2 separate regions of the Sus scrofa genome follow, and region 1 is linked to region 2. A link is a contact called in public HiChIP or PLAC-seq data. All regions are on one chromosome and are shown on one strand. The core of a region is the stretch at or near the end of the contact, and the rest is flanking DNA. Distances in the headings are between cores, read along the strand shown.

The links. HiChIP or PLAC-seq counts read pairs in DNA pulled down with a chosen protein or histone mark.
Region 1: a contact with region 2 is called in an H3K27ac HiChIP or PLAC-seq map of alveolar macrophages. The contact joins the promoter of RAB3GAP2 here to the promoter of BPNT1 in region 2. A contact is called at or near these places in 2 of 47 Hi-C or Micro-C datasets (heart right ventricle and skeletal muscle) and 1 of 2 datasets of contacts at active chromatin or transcription factors (alveolar macrophages).

What each region holds. Positions count from the first base shown.
Region 1 is chr10:9,826,024-9,830,315 of Sscrofa11.1, reverse strand. RAB3GAP2 (rab3 GTPase-activating protein non-catalytic subunit) reads left to right here and starts at 1,986. Exons shown (of 35, transcript XR_002336185.1): 1 at 1,986-2,269.
Region 2 is chr10:9,681,788-9,686,292 of Sscrofa11.1, reverse strand. It overlaps BPNT1 (3'(2'),5'-bisphosphate nucleotidase 1), which reads left to right and starts at 2,178. Exons shown (of 10, transcript XM_021064317.1): 1 at 2,178-2,506. IARS2 (isoleucine--tRNA ligase, mitochondrial) reads right to left here and starts at 652. Exons shown (of 23, transcript XM_005656783.3): 1 at 241-652. The coding sequence starts at 507.

The DNA.
Region 1 (4,292 bases), core at 737-3,236, 140 kb before region 2:
GTTTCCTTTTGGAAGTATGTGAGTGTCTACAATTCTTTAAGCTAACATTAATATAATTCCTTTTGTTGGAGAAAATTTAGGCAATCTAAGCAAGACATGGAAAATTTTATTTGAGCCGAGTTTGGGAAGAGTGTCTCAGAAAGCTCTGAGAACTGTTCTGCCTGTTAGAAGTCAAGGCACAGTTATATAAGTTTTCTGAGATAGAGGGCTGGGCGTCAAATGACATATTATTGATGGCTCACACAATCCAGATCTAAGTGTCATGTCACCCCCTTATGAGATCAAGAAGATACGTTATCTTTTTTGGTGTTCGGTTTTTAGAAAAAAATTTTTTTTGAATATTTTCTTTTCTTTTTCCTTTTTTTTTTAGGGCTGCATCTGTGGAGGTTCTCAGGCTAGGGGTTCAATTGGAGCTGTAGCCGCTGGCCTACGCCAGAGCCACAGAAGTGCTGGGTCTGAGCTGTGTCTGCAACCTACACCACAGCTCATGGCAGTGCCAGATCCTTACTTAACCCACTGAGCAGGCCAGGGATCGAACCCACGTCCTCAAGGATGCTAGGCGGGTTAGATAGCACTGAGCCACAATGGGAACTCCTATTTTATTTTTTTTAAATGATTTTTATTTTTCCATTATAGTTGGTTTACAGTCTTCTGTCAATTTTCTACTGTACAGCAAAGTGATCCAGTCATATATATGTACATTCTTTTTCTCTAGAAAAAATTATTTAAATGGACTTTGCGTCTTCTCAGACACACAGATAAATTCCTTCACTAAAAAACTGAGAAAAGACACTTTTCCAAGATGGCATTGTGACTATCTAATTGAATATGTGGGAAAGTACTTTAATGAACATGGAAGTGCTTTGGAAAAGCATGGAGTTATTGTATTTACTTTATATACACATTCCATTTACTCCTCCAACAAATATTTATTGAGCACAGTGTTCCAGGTTCCTCGCTAGACACGGTGGATATAATGCGCAATTTAATGACATCACAGCCTTCAGCAGTTTACAATCAAGTCTGCTTCCTGATCCTGACAACCCTCCACCTCCGCTTCAGCGAAACAGAACGAAAAAGAAAAAACAAGGTAAAGTCCACTGTTCGGTTTTGTCTTTTTGCCTTTTCTAGGGCCGCTCCCACGGCATATGGAGGTTCCCAGGCTAGGGGCTGAATCGGAGCTGTAGCCGCTGGCCTACGCCAGAGCCACAGCAACGTGGGATATGACCGCGTTTGCGACGCCGGATCCTTAACCCACTGAGCAAGGCCAGGGATCCAACCTGAAACCTCATGGTTCCTAGTCGGATTCCTTAACCACTGCGCCACGACGGGAACTCTACTGATCTGTTCTTTCATAGTACTTTTTAACTCTCTTTTCCTCCTAGCACTATTACAACTTCAATTACATTGGTTACTAACTGTGTCAGCCACTAGAATTTTGAGGTCCACGGGAACAAACATTTTATTTCTTTTGTTCCCTGCTTTATACTCAGTGCCTTGCGTGGCTGACATTGAAAAGAGAGTAATGAATGTGTTGAATGCATGAATGAATGAATGTAAAAGCAAGTGGATGCCGAAAACCTAAATATAATTCAGCACAACACGCATTATATTAGGCGTACGTAGAACGATGAGAATTTATAGGCAGGGCATTTAAAGTAGCCTTGATGGGGCTGATGGCCAGAAGAAATATCTTTCAAACTCAGATACTTGCATGATACCGTCCTCAACTGGCCTGCCGCAGGCTTAACAGGGACTATCCGCTCAACCATCAGGATCCTGCCAATTGTGGCAGGTCCAGGAGACTGGTTAAATGACTCGAGGGCCGGCGTCCAATTAGATCATCTCTGGCTAAAAGCCACAAGAAAGAAGACGTTTCATCCCCCGGTGCAGCCGCAGGACTGGGACCAGAACCAGCCCCATCCTCCACGTCGACGCCGCCGTCGGTCACGTCACGCGGGCCGCCCGCGCATGCGCAGCGCTCGGACGGCGGCCCCGCGGGCGCTGACGGCTTCCGGCCTGGTGTCCCCGCCCCCGCGCGGCTCCTGCTTTCCCGGCTCCGCGGAGGCGGCGGCGGCGGCGGCGGTGGCCGCGGGGTGGCGGGGGCAGGGGTGGCGAGGCCAGCTGGATGCCCGATCGGGGGTCCCCGGAGCCATGGCCTGCTCCATCGTCCAGTTCTGCTACTTCCAGGACCTCCAGGCCGCCCGGGACTTCCTCTTCCCTCATCTGCGGGAGGAGACCCCCAGCGGCGCCTTGAAGAGGGACCCCAGTAAGTGCCCCCGCCGCCCCCGCACGCCCTGATCGCGGGGTCCAGTCTCCCCCCAACTGCGCGACTCCGGCCCCCGGCTCCTAGCTCCCCTCGCGGATCCCCTGCCCTCCTCGCCCTGGGGCCGCGTCCGCGCTGCCTGCGTCGGCGCCGTCGGCCTCGCGCCGGAACCGCCCCGCCCTCTGGCCGGACCCTGCGTCTCGCCTCCTCTGGTCCCGGCCGAGCGCTCTCCCCACCCCCGCTCTCCCGCGTGTCTCCTCCGCCTCGCGTGGCTCCAGCCCCGGCGCCCAGCTCCGAGGTCGCGTCTTCCTCCCGGTTCCTCGCCAGCTGTCAGCGCTCTGGCCTGGCTTTGCCTCACCCTCCGCGCTCGTCCTTGCCTGGGACCGTGGCCTTCCGCTGCCGCCCTTTCCCAAAGTGTTTACCATCGCCCGCACTCTGCCTTCTTCCGTCAGCTTTCCTCCGGTTCAGATTTAGAGAACGAGTGATTGACAGGTGAGGGACTCCTAAGGTGATGCGTAGGCGTCTCCTACGTAAGGACACGGACCTGTCAGGAGGTGGGAACCCACATCGGGCCTGAAATTACAGTAGCGTGGCCATGAGACGTTAATAATTTGCTTTCTTGAGATGAGAAGCTTTCCAACCTGTTATTATCATCAAACAGTGCGACTTGCCCACGTAGTATAAAAGCGCAAGTCTGGTTTATTAGCGGCTGCGTGGTTCTAAAGAACTTCGTACATTTCTGCTGTTGAAAAGGGTGTGTGTTTTCTGTTTGATTTCTTTGTATTTCCATTCACGTGGCTTTGTAGTAAAAGCCATTTGTCCGAAGCACATTTGGCTTTGTAGTAGAGTGCTGTTACTTTGTGCTCTACTGGAAGGGTGATAAAAGTTCCACTACATAAGCTCCTTTCCTTTTTTAAATTTAGAAGGCATCAAATCAGACCTGTTTAGGAGTATTTCCTGTGTGCCAGTCAGCAGTGCTGCAAATCAAATAAGGTTGATAGACTCTGTTGTCTCGGCCCTTATGGTTGACGGAGACAAGTGCGTGAGCTTGTACAGTACAGTGTGATTGAGATGCACAGATGGCACTAGGGATACTTTAAGTGGTGGTACTTAAGCCTCCCTAGAAGCCATTGAAGTAGGAATTAGATGAACAGGGAGAAGCAGCGGCGTTTGCTGAGCAAAGGAAGGAAGGCCTGAAATGGCATGATATTTAGAGAGCTCAGGCAGGCGGAATGACTGAGAAAGAGGATGCCAGGAAAAGAGAGGGGAGGGAAGATGAGCTGTAAAGGTAGCAAGGAGCTTGATCATGGGAAGCCTTGCAGGAGTGGGATGCTTCCGAAAGACGTTGAGCAGGTCAGATTTGTGCTTAATCAGCACAGTTGAATCACCCTGTCAAGTGCTTTGGCAGCTGTGTGGAGGAGAGATAAGAAACAGGGAAATTGGTTGGGAGGTGATTCCAATAATCCATGTAAAAGTCAGGTGGGCGGGCGTAAACTAAAATAGCTTCAGCGGAGCTTGAGAGCAGGAGCCAGCTTAGAGAGATGCTGGGAGGGAGAATCTGCAGGACCTACCAGAGATCTGGGGCTGGTGAGTGAGAGCACTTGAGGATGCCTTTGGCTTGGGCAAGGGTTGAGAATGAAGGAGGTAGGTTTTGGATGTTTTGCATCTTAAACGTCTGCAGTTTGTGCAATTGTGAATGTATGCAGTGAGTCCAATTAAAAAGATCCAAAACTTAATAATGATTCCGGGGAAAGAGGTGTTCATTTGGGAGTTACCAGCAAAATAGTATCGGTCAGCCTCAAGGGTTATGTATGCAACCCTTGAAATGAATTTGGGACCCAACATGTGGCCTTAGAGGAGCATCGAAGTTGAAGCGTCAAAGAGTGGTTGATGGAAGAGGACTGAGGAAGAGCAACAGAAAGAAAGGAAAAGCAGGTGAGAGTAATGCCCCAGGAGTGAGAGCAAATTGGATGCGGGGAATGGCAGCACTTGCAAATGCAGCAGAAGATGGAAACAGGCTCCTTGG
Region 2 (4,505 bases), core at 929-3,428:
CCACCTGCGCGAAGCGGAGAATTTCGCCTCAGCTGGTCACAACACCCCCGGCCCAAAGGAGCCAGGACCCTGGAGCCTGTGGCCCGGCCCGGCCCCGTCCCGTCCCGCCCCGCCCCGCCCCGCGCCAGGTGTGGCAGGCCCGGGCGTGGCTCCGGGGAGGCCCGTGTCCTCTCCGCCCCCGCCGGGCCCGGCTGCCGAGGCCCGGCTACACACCCGCGCCGCGCACAGTCGGGCCCGTACCTGCTGGATTTCCAGCTCCGTGTCGGGCTGCTGGCTGCCCAGCAGTTTCATGGGGAAGCTGGTCTGCGGCAGCAGCACCGTGTCCCGATAGCTGCCATTCCTCGAGTTCTGCAGCTGGTTACTGGCCCCGGTGACTGACCGCACCGAAAGCCTCCCCGTCGTCCCTCGCCAGCTCGGCCTACAGGACGGGCGGGGCTGCACCCACAAATTCCGGGCCGCGGCCAGGGCCGCTGCCCCCGGCCCACTCGGGCGCAGCCCCCAACGCATGGTGGGCCAACGCCAGCCGCCAGGCGAGCGCCAGGGCCTTAACTCGGCCCGGGATCTGAGGACCTGGGAGCGCGGAGCACCTGCGCGCGGTTTTGCAGGAGTGCGCACGCGCGCGGGAAGGGGAAGGGGCGGGGAAGGGGCGGGGAGCGCTGCATGGGCGGAGCCACGTCCGGGTCTTAGCGGCAACCTCCCCGGGGCGGGGCTGCCTCTGAGGGGCGGGGCTAGGTGTGGCCCGCCCTTTTGGCTCCTATTTCAGTGACCTTGTCTTTTTTCAAGAATACATTTTATTTAACCCAATAGGACCAAGATATCATCACTTAAACATGTAGTTAATATGAAATCTGTCTGAATCTTCGAAATTTGGTACGTGTTTTTAAGTACAGCACATCTCCTTTTGGACTACTTGCGAAGTGCTCAACTGCTACCGGGGGCTGATGGCTACCTCCTGGGAACACTGCTCCAGCGAATACAGCCAGCCTCCACATAACAAGCTGCTGACTGCAATAGTGCTGTTTCCCCCTGAACCCCGCACTGAGGGTACACTGAGAAATCAGAGCGGAAGGCTACTCTCTGGGGCCCCTGCATAGTTCTCCTCCCGCTTGTTGGGTCTACAGTCAGTTGTTTATCCTTAACCTTATTCATGCCAATTGTACTTGTTATGTAATTATAAGTTAATTAGAAACACAAGTGGATGGTTAAGATGAAAAGTTTTGTTATGCATATATTTTTAACATAATAGAATAAATGGTCTGATTTAACTCAGAGTTATTATGGAAATCAAATAAGATTGTAGATACAACCTTCTCAAACTAAAATTCCATGTAAGGGTAGCCATTTGTCGATGCCCCTTTCTGCTGTTTTTAATAGAAATTGTTTGTTTCGAATTACAGAAATTTGGGAGTTACATGAGAGCACAATGAAAGTTGCTCACTAACTGTTCTCTCCCCCAAAACAACTTTTTTTAGGAAAAACTAAGCTGAAGTTCAAAAGAATCCAGTTAAGGCAAGTCTCTACAAAGCAAAAACGAACTAATGTTCAATTGCGCAAAGGGTAAAGTAGTAGGGAGAACATTGTAAAAAATTGATAAAGATTCTGCTGTTAAGAGTTTTTCTAAGTGTTTAACCTACAAAATGATGCAGATGGTGCCTTATGGCTCTTCATCATCAGCAAAGATAAAGCAAAATTCCAATCTGGGGGCCCAAGCTCTAAGAAAAGGCCTAGACCTTCCCACACTGTTAGTGGGAATGTAAATTGGTGCAGCCACAGTGGAAAAAAGTGTGGAGGTTTCTCAAAAAACTAAAAATAGAACCACCACGTGATCCAGCAATTCCACTCCTGGGGATATATCCCCAAAACACAAAAATACTAATTTGAAAAGATACATGTACTTCAGTTTTCCTAACAGCATTATTTACAATTGCCAAGGTATGTAATCAACCCAAGTGTCCATCAACAGATGAATGGATAAAGAAGACGTGGTACACACACGTAAGCGCTAGCAGCACAAATCAGCGTAAAGTTTTTCTACGGGGAGCCGAGGTGGGGGTGTCCCGACCTCCTGAAGCTAGTCCACGGACTCCCAGAGTTTCGAGGTTGGGTAGCCACCCTCCCCCGCAGGGCGGTATCACTAATCCACCCAACACAAAGTGCACTGGAAGACACCTGCAAGCAGAACAGAATCTTTCAGAGTGGCTACACCTTCAGTATAGATTTCAGGTGACTGGACCCTACGGAAAGCTTGGCGAAAACACGGAGAAGCGGACGTTACCGCGGATCGGGAGTCAGACCTGGGCGTCAATTACGGCGAAGTAGCTGTTTTGCGCCTGCGCCGAACTTCCCGCATGCTCAGTAGCTGAGGTTGGCCGGTCAGCATGCACTGCTGACCTATCCAAGGAGTGTAAGCGCTGAACTGCTCGCAGTGGGGACCTGTGGCTTGATAACACTTTTTTTGGTTATTCCTGAAGTGTCTTTCGTCTGACTTGATCCCAGTCTTGTCACCGTAAGTAATTTTCTCCCCTGAGGGTCAGCGCGGGGCCTTAGGCGGATCTGAGTAGTATATTGGTCTCTTAACTCCACGTCTTTGCACAGAAGTGAAGAGATTGAAGGGGTTTATGTTTTTAAAAATTACGTGAATCAGATCGCCTCTCCGGATATTCCAATTTCGGAGCTGGATTCTTGAGTGTCGGAATCCAGCTTTTGATCGTTTATCTGTATTGTTATTTTCTTGCCCTGGGGTCTTTTTATGGCTATATATTGTTGAAATAAGGCAAACCTGGACAATGGCTTCTTTTAGTGCACCCTGATTTAGAGACCGTCTTATGCCTAAAATTAAATTTCGTTAAATTTGCATGCATTCTTCCTACTGCCTTTTCTGGCTGTAGATTTGCTTAATTTATTTAGTGTCCCTGAAAATGTAATTTCTAGGTCAAAAGATAGGTACATTTGACTTTTAATAAGATTTTTTTAAAGGAGGTTTCCCCATTTTTACATCCTTGTTAATAATGCTCAGGAAGATCTTCCCTCACACTCTAGCCAACACTGGGCAAACTTTCTTACCTAAGTCAGTCTTGAAATGAACAATCATTCCTCATTGATTTAAATTGCGTTTTTGCATTATTAGTGGAATAATGAGCATTTAATGAGTTCAGTAATAATAATGAGCATTTCATGATTTGATGGCCTTTGCTTTTATTTTCCAAGAATTGCCTATTGGTGCCATTTGCTCATTTTTCCATTGGATTATTCATCTTTTGCATGTTGATATTTGTAAGCCCCTTAGGTCACAAAAATTAGCTCATTTGTTTAGTATGTGATACTGGATTTTTTTCTCATTTTGTCAGTCATCTGTTTGCTTTGTTTATGCTATTTTAGCTATGTAGATGTTTTAATTTTTGTGCAGTCATATTTATCAATATATCCTATAATGGATTCTTGGGTTTAGTTATGTTTAAAAGTCCTTTTCCAAATTTATAAAACATTTTCACCCATGTTTTCTATCCATACTGTATGGCTTTTAAAATCGTGTATTGGGGAGTTCCCATCATGGCTCAACGGAAACGAAACTGATTAGTATCCATGAGGACACAGGATTCATCCCTGGCCTTGCTCAGTAGGTTAAGGATCCGGTGTTGCCATGAGCTGTGGTATAGGTCGCAGACATGGATCAGATCTGGCATGGCTGTGGCGTAGGCCAGTGGCTACAGCTCCGATTAGACCCCTAGCCTGGGAACCTCCATGTGCCCTGGCTACGGCCCTAAGAAGACAAAAAAACAAAATTAAATAAAATCATGTATTGATATGGAATATACATTAATATACAGAATGCAAAAAGCCAGCTATAATGGAAAAAATAAAAATCATTATAAAAAAAAGAATGCAAAAGGATTGCAGCTTTTAAAAAAGGATTATCCCCACCAGTTTTTGTGCAATTAACTTTTCTCCATTATTTAAAATATCACATTTAGTATGTTTGATCTGTCTCTGGAATGTATTTAATTCCATTCGTTTGTTTCCCAAATTCTGCCCAGGACTAAACTCTTTTAATTACTATAGCTTTACATCATATTTTGATAATTGTTAAGAGTTCTCTGCTCATTGCTCTTTTTTCAGAATTTGTTATAGTTAGATTTCAAAAAATAAATAATCTTAGTGTTTTGATTGGAAACTCATATAAGATCCTAATCCTCCTATGATCACTGCCTTTATGTTGAATTCAAGATACTTCTCCCAAAGTATGAGAATAAATGAATCATTTTGATTCCTGTTGGTTTTGTCCTAAGCTAACCTTGTTTGCAGCTGTAAAGCTTCCTTAAATGATGAGATGTTAGAGAGTTCAGTGGCTCAGTGGGTTAAGGATCCAGCATGGTCACTGCTATGGCTCAGGGTCAGTTCCTAACCCAGGATCTTCTGCATTCTTGGGTGCAGCCAAAAAAAAAAAAAGGATGTTAGGTTGATTGGCCTAATGTCCCTGCAGTTAGCCAGTGATGAGAACAGTCATC